Regions from separate parts of the Zea mays genome. Here region 1 is linked to region 2. A link is a contact called in public Hi-C data. All regions are on one chromosome and are shown on one strand. Each heading gives the region's core, a stretch centred on a gene start, on an enhancer-like site or on the middle of the called end of the contact. The rest is flanking DNA. Distances are from core to core; before and after follow the strand shown.

Region 1 (3,229 bases), core at 151-2,650, 360 kb before region 2:
AGAACTTTGGATACTTTTATGATGATGGTTACAATTATGATCTCTAGTATTTCCTCTTGGAGGGAGTACATTTGGGTAATAACTAGGTTTACTACTAAAATTTGGCTCTACTATTAGTAATAAATACTTGACCAACTAAAAGCAAATTCTTAACCTTAACTCAAATACAGCTAGTCCACTTTAGCCAAATGGGACATTTGCTGAGTACGTTGATGTGTACTCACCCTTGCTTTAAAAACCACCCCACCCGAGGTTGTCCCCGCTTTATTCAATGCTCAGGAGGAGATGCAGGCAACATGGAGGACTTTGAGGAGTTCCAGGACTACGACGGGTTTTAGTTATGTTAGTGGCAAACCCCCAGTCAGTTGCCTGTGAAGGCCTTATCTACTACGTTTCGTATTCCGCACTTTGATGATATTAAATGACTATGTTATAGATTTTGTGGATATCTTGGACATCTTGATGTCATAAAAGTACCTTTCCGCTATTTACTTTGAGCAATGTGTGATGATGTCCAATTATGTAATCATTGTGTACGTGAGTTTCTGATCCTGGCACGTACATGATTCACATTCGGTTTGCCTTCCAAAACCAGGTGTGACATTGATGAAGAAAGATTTCAAACTTTTTCAAGATTTCAACCAGCATCCTATGCAAAGGGAACCACGACCCAGCTTTCATGAAGCTTCGGAATACGACAATTTCATTTTTCTCACGGAGAGGATGTAATATCTTGGCCCATGGGATGATGATATCCTGGCCTAAGGCTTAATAGAATTAATAGAGTACTCATACCAACTTTACCACCTCAAAATCATATTTTAGGTAATCTGATAAAACTCTCAGATAAATTTAAATTAAAATGCCTTTCAATTAGAACTTTGTTCCCTTTGGAATTACATCTACTAATCCAAACATGGTCCCTAATAAATAAAAGTACCCCTATATGATTTTAGTTATTCCTTTATTGGAAAATATACTTATAAGTACTCTTCAAAAGTATTTAATTTAAATCATGCCCGGACAAAAACAATACCTTAGAAATTATTTTTCTAAAAATAACTATTTATGTGTAAAGTGCATATCTAGAAGCATGTACTTAAATAGGGAAATGAATAAATGAATTAAAAAATATGCATATGGCCATCCATGCTGGATTTTGATTGTGCATTAAATCGGAAATGAAAACCCAAAACTCACATTTGAAATTTGGAGCCAAATTGGATTTTAGAAAATGAAACAAAAAAAGAGAGTAAGAACATGTGTGGGCCGATTTCCCCGTCATGGCCCACTCCCACTCCTACTCTTTTAGCCCAGCGTCCCCTCATCCCAGCCCATCTGTGCGCAGGCACCTGCGGCCTGACGGGCGGGGCCCACTGGGCAGCCTCTGCACTACACGAAGGCAGTGACAAGTAGGGCCCAAAGCTATCTCCCTCCCACGTGGTATCTGATGATGGTGTTTGGGGTGTGGGCCTGGCATGTCAGCGTGTATCCCTTCTTTCTTATCTCTTCCAAGCTCTGCACAACACCGTATCAACGCCGGATCGCAACAACCTCCACCAGATCCCCAAGGATTCTGCGCGACCTTCTACCGACTTCCTTGGTGCGGACTCGCCCATTCCCCCATAAAGCATGGCATCACGCCGTCGCGACCCGCAGAGCACCGAGGCTGGCTGTCACCGGTCGGCCGCCAGGACCTCACAGCCACCATGTGCGCGCGCGTTGGGACCCTAGCGCCTTGGCCCTTCTACCCCCACGCCGCTATCTACCGCTCGCGGCTCGCCCGACCACCGATTGCGCCCACACCACCACGTGTGACGCACCCACATGGGACTCGGGCAGCGGCACCACCCAGGCGGCCAACTTGGAGCTATGGAAATCTGCATCATGGCGAATCCGTGACCGTAGGGCATAAACGGGTGAGGATCGATTGATTCGCCATGGTGCAAACAGGAGAAATCGTCACCGTCGAAAGTAACAGAACCTTATTCCTCGCCTTGGGCGAGAGGGGCTCAACGACGCCGTGGTCACGACCAAGCGGCCGCGGGCACTCGTCTGCTCTCAGGCACCATCGATTGCCAGTAAGTTAACTTAATCAAACTGTCCTATTAATCATGGTGGTTGTGGGGTGTGGATGGTGTTTGGGCTATTGGTGCGCTGGTCGTCGTTCCGGCTGGGCGACTGCCATTGATGAGTCGCGCCGTAGTGCTCGATCAGCTTTGGAGGTAAACGAACCTGGGGGCGAGCAATGGAGATTGAGCAGACCAGAGTGGAAGTAGAAAGCGCACTATCTGAGTTGTTGATATCCCCTTGGACGGCTCTGATTAGGTTGTAATATGCTCCTCTTCGTGTAATAAGATCCGGGCTATCAATCTCGAAGCGGATGACTAGGGGTGGAAATTTGGCTCGGGCTCGACGAGCCGGCTCGGGCTCGGAGAGGCTCGGCTCGGCTCGAGCCGGCTCGCGAGCCAAAACGAGCCCGAGCCGAGCCTGATTTTGTAGCTCGCCAGAACTGCGAGCCGAGCCGAGCCGGCTCGGTCCAGCTCGCGAGCCGGCTCGCGAGCCGAGCTAACAACGTCAAGTATACTATTATACCATATTATTGCTACGTTTTGAACTATTTTATTGAATTTCTTGAACTTGATACGTGATACACTTATATTGTAGTCTAAAAATATATTATACATAATTTTTTTATCTTATATATAATAAAAATATATAATTTATACTCTAAACGTGATTTAGTGTGAGGCTCGCGAGCTGGCTCGAGCTGGCTCGCGAGCCGTTACCGAGCCGAGCCGAGCCTCTAGGTCGGGCTCGCAAAATGACCGAGCCGAGCCTGGCTCGGCTCGCAGCTGCACCGAGCCACGTCGAGCCGAGCCGAGCCGAGCTCGGCTCGGCTCGTTTCCAGCCCTACGGATGACTGAGAGTAGGGTGGGCGTGGTGTGTTGCTGGCCACAGATTCAGGATCCGAGGGCGTACGAAGTGTATTGGTGTGGGGATGGGTCAGATCTAATCCTGGCCCTCGATGAGGGGACGCTGAACCAGATTCTGCTCGTATCCCTTCGCTGCTGTAAATAACCCGCGACCCACACTGTGTATAGAGTAGTTTAATACAAGTCCTCATTCTTATAGAAGAGACCCTGAGCTTCTGGTAAATAGGACCCACAGTACATGGATTAAATAAATCAAGTAAATTCATATAGAAAATGGTTTCTAGTATAGAAAT
Region 2 (3,506 bases), core at 359-2,858:
ACCTCTATTTATAGGATGGATTCTAAGACTTTAAAAATAGACGTTTAAAACAAACAGTTAGAACGACGCAAACCAATCAAAAGACGACACGTGGCAATAATCTGTCGTCAGTATAAACCGGTTCAGATCGATACCGACTGATTCTCTAACGCATTAGACGGTACCGACTGATTTAGCTTCAAAACGATCGATATAAATTAGACTGGCCATCTCGCCCGATTGAACCAACCGACGTTGAAGCCAGGTCGGTTCGCGAGTTCACCCACGTTGTCGGTCGGTGTCGTCCACAGTAGAAACCAGCATTTTGTGGCATACTAGCAAAGTGCACGTACATTGCTACATATGCATTTATAAATATAGAATATCAAATATAGAGACATGTGTGTTCTGTTGAGATCGATGTGAATGTGGGTTTAGAATGAACAACTATGATTCGAATCTTAATTTATATATAATTTTAACTTTTACTATTTAATTATGGGAAGCACAGCGACCATAAAAACTGATGCTTTATATACTACTAGAGACTTTAGCCATCAACGAATGATGTGCCTATAAATGTTTTTTAGTCGTCCAAGAACATTTATGTTTTAACCTATTTTAATTCCACAAGGCTGCAATTAGTTGCATGTTAAGATCGACCTTATGGCGGTTGTGGTCTTGTTATATCTGGATGAGATTATGATTTATGATAGTCCTAATCCTCGAGCTAATATATGCTTCTTATGTACCCGTCACAAAATGATTTTTTATGTATAAGCTACACCGTACAATACATCATTTATTCACGTGGGTCGCTCTTGAATATAGCTAATCCTCTTCTCTCGTCCCTAATTTCGATAGTGCTGTTATATTATATGTCATGTAAAATATCCTCCCGTATATCTTCGTGTATACATGAGTATAGTCCTAAGAGGGTCTTATCTTATACCATATCAACATGAGTTTAAGGAACCTAGAAAAATACATTTCAAGAGTTCAAAGACTCGGATGTTATTTTACACTAGCATGTATTACGTGTTAACACTATGATTCCAGTGAGGGATGGTTCGACAGCAGCGGTGACATGAGTGAGATGAGACAGAGGAGGCTAGGATAGCGGGTCGCAGAGAGAGTGATGAGAGGTGATATAAATATTATTGTTCATTGGATTTAAATGAGCAGATGAGATAAAGTTATCTAGCGATATGAACCATTCATTTTGATGTGTGTTAATTCTAGATGTAATTTGTTTGGTGGATTTAGTGGTGGTTATGAGTGTGCGAGTGATTTGGTTGGTTGAATTTTGCAAAATTTAAAGTGATAGATTATATTGATTATTGATGATTATTGATATTGATTATTGAACAACAGAATAAGTTTGGAAACAATTGGTGTAAGCTTTTTTTCTGCCTCTTGTAAATTCAATAATGTCAAGGGCTAGCACGCAAATGCCTTTCCCTCCACCGTGCGCTCCTCCTGCCGCAGGAACCGACAGACGACAGCAGTGTAGTATCTTCCAAAAGCAAAGGTGGCTTGCTGCGTGTCACCCCCGTGTTGGCCTGGCAGCACGACCTCATCACGGCACGGCGTCCTTAAGCTTCCCTTCCGGCCTTCCCCCACCTCCCACCCGCGATCTCCGCGACCGCAAGCAGCTCGGCAGGCAGGCCTCCACCGCTCCACCACCTCCACTCGGTCTACGTGCTCCGTCACCAAACCCACCCGGGCCAACGCCGAAGCAACCCCCCCTCCGTCCTCCCCAGATCCGGCGCCGCCTCCGCCCTCACTTACACTAGCACGCACGGCGGACACGTCGCCTCCCCCGCGCGATCTGATGCAGGCGCACGCGGTGGCCAGGTAAACAAGCCTCCCACAGTCCCACTCCCGATTAATTTACTTAACCGCCGCTATTAATACACCGTCCCGCCCGCCCGCCCGCCCCCTCCTCGGCTCCTCCTTCCCACGTCGCTCACCTTCCTCCCCTGGGACCGGCCCAGATCTCTCACCCCCCGAGCTGGGTCCTCATTCCCGAACCCTCCAATCCCTTCCCCATGGTGCACTGGTTCTGCGGCCGAATCGCTTAATCGCTTATTGGTCTCTGTGGAATCAGCGGCGATGCGGTGGAAGCTTAACTCCTCCGTCTACAAGCGCGTGCCGTCCAGGGAAACCGCCATGGAACCCGACGTCGAGACGCCAAGTTCGTGCCGCATGTTTCCCCCGGTTCCTCTTACCACCGGTTAATTTATGGTGAGATTTGAATCTCATTTCATTTTCCCATTTCCATGTCTGCAGTGAGAATGACGGACGGCGGCGGCAGCGGCGCGGGGCCGTCGTGGCGCATGTCGTTGCCGCATGTCTGTGTCGCCACGCTCACCTCGTTCCTCTTTGGATACCACTCCGGGTGCGTGGCCTTCCGCCCACGTTTTCAGCACTTTTGATTGCTCTATTGCCCTCATCTGAAAGTCGTGCTCATTTGGTGCCTTGATGGTGATGACGCAGGGTGGTGAACGAGCCCTTGGAGGTCATCTCCGCTGACCTTGGCTTCGCCGGCAACACTCTTGCTGAAGGTACGGTGCACTTCTTCTGCTAATTGTGGTGGTTTTGGTCAGTTTATTTACTTATTATTAGGCTCATGTTGTGCTTGGGCTTCTGTTGGGTGCAGGGCTCGTGGTGAGTATCTGTTTGGGAGGAGCTTTTGTTGGGTGCCTCTTCAGCGGCTCCATCGCAGATGGTATTGGGCGACGCCGTGCGTTCCAGCTCAGTGCGCTGCCTATGATTATTGGTGCTGCCATAAGGTGACATTATGTGTTACTTGATTTGTCTTTCGCTTTCACTAGATTCTGTCACTGGTTGGTTTACTGTTTTATTTAATTGCCACTTGCTAACATTCATTATTCTTTGGTTGGGTCAGCAGAAGTTGTTTAATTTTTTTGTCAAACAATTATGTACTACTCCATGGACCTTGGGGTATACCACCTGGTGATTGGCTTGCTGGTGAATTGGTCTCTTGGACTGGTGTTAGTCATGCTGTTTCAATTGCTGAATAGTTCAATATGGGTTCAAGAACTCTTACCTTTCCTGTTTCTCCTGGAACGTGGTGCAACAAATGAGAGCTCCAACGGCTTAAAAATTTGGATTATGCTTTGGTTGGACTTATGAGATGAAAAATTATTTTTATGGTCTAATAGCCTGTGGAATTGCTGAAACATTGACTTTTTTGACTGGAACAAGTGGTGTTCTCCTGACTGGTTGCTGGTCTATTGGTGCTTCTGTAGAATTGAAAAGTTGAATTGTGGGTAAAGTATCTACATATGTTTTTACCAGCACACGGCTTGAGTCATCCATGAATTAATCATTATGTTTTGCAATTTAACTTTATTAAGACTTAGGAGATGAACCATGAATATGATAGTCCTGACAGCTGTGTTAGGCTACTTCATATGAGGTACGTGGAGTCTACTTGTCATGGTATCATGTGGGCACAGGAAGCTCCTCGTCCAGCCAAAGAAACAATACATTTTTTCTTA

The links. A called contact is a pair of places that touch in the nucleus more often than the background predicts.
Region 1: a contact with region 2 is called in a Hi-C map of ear, with 1.6 times the contacts expected there. The contact joins the enhancer-like site here to the promoter of LOC100282563 in region 2. A contact is called at or near these places in 2 of 25 Hi-C or Micro-C datasets (ear and endosperm).

Annotation. Positions count from the first base shown.
Region 1 is chr4:229,842,037-229,845,265 of Zm-B73-REFERENCE-NAM-5.0, reverse strand. No RefSeq gene overlaps it. Among protein-coding and RNA genes, the nearest start is that of LOC109945636, 31 kb to the right of the region's middle. Within about 2 kb of position 1,400, at least 20 of the 20 cell types and tissues checked have an H3K27ac peak or open chromatin away from gene starts, as enhancers often do. A contact at or near this core is called in ear and endosperm, where this site is marked.
Region 2 is chr4:229,483,210-229,486,715 of Zm-B73-REFERENCE-NAM-5.0, reverse strand. LOC100282563 (metabolite transport protein csbC) reads left to right here and starts at 1,608. Exons shown (of 15, transcript NM_001155471.1): 1 at 1,608-1,836; 2 at 2,090-2,176; 3 at 2,272-2,380; 4 at 2,479-2,546; 5 at 2,642-2,774. The coding sequence starts at 2,095.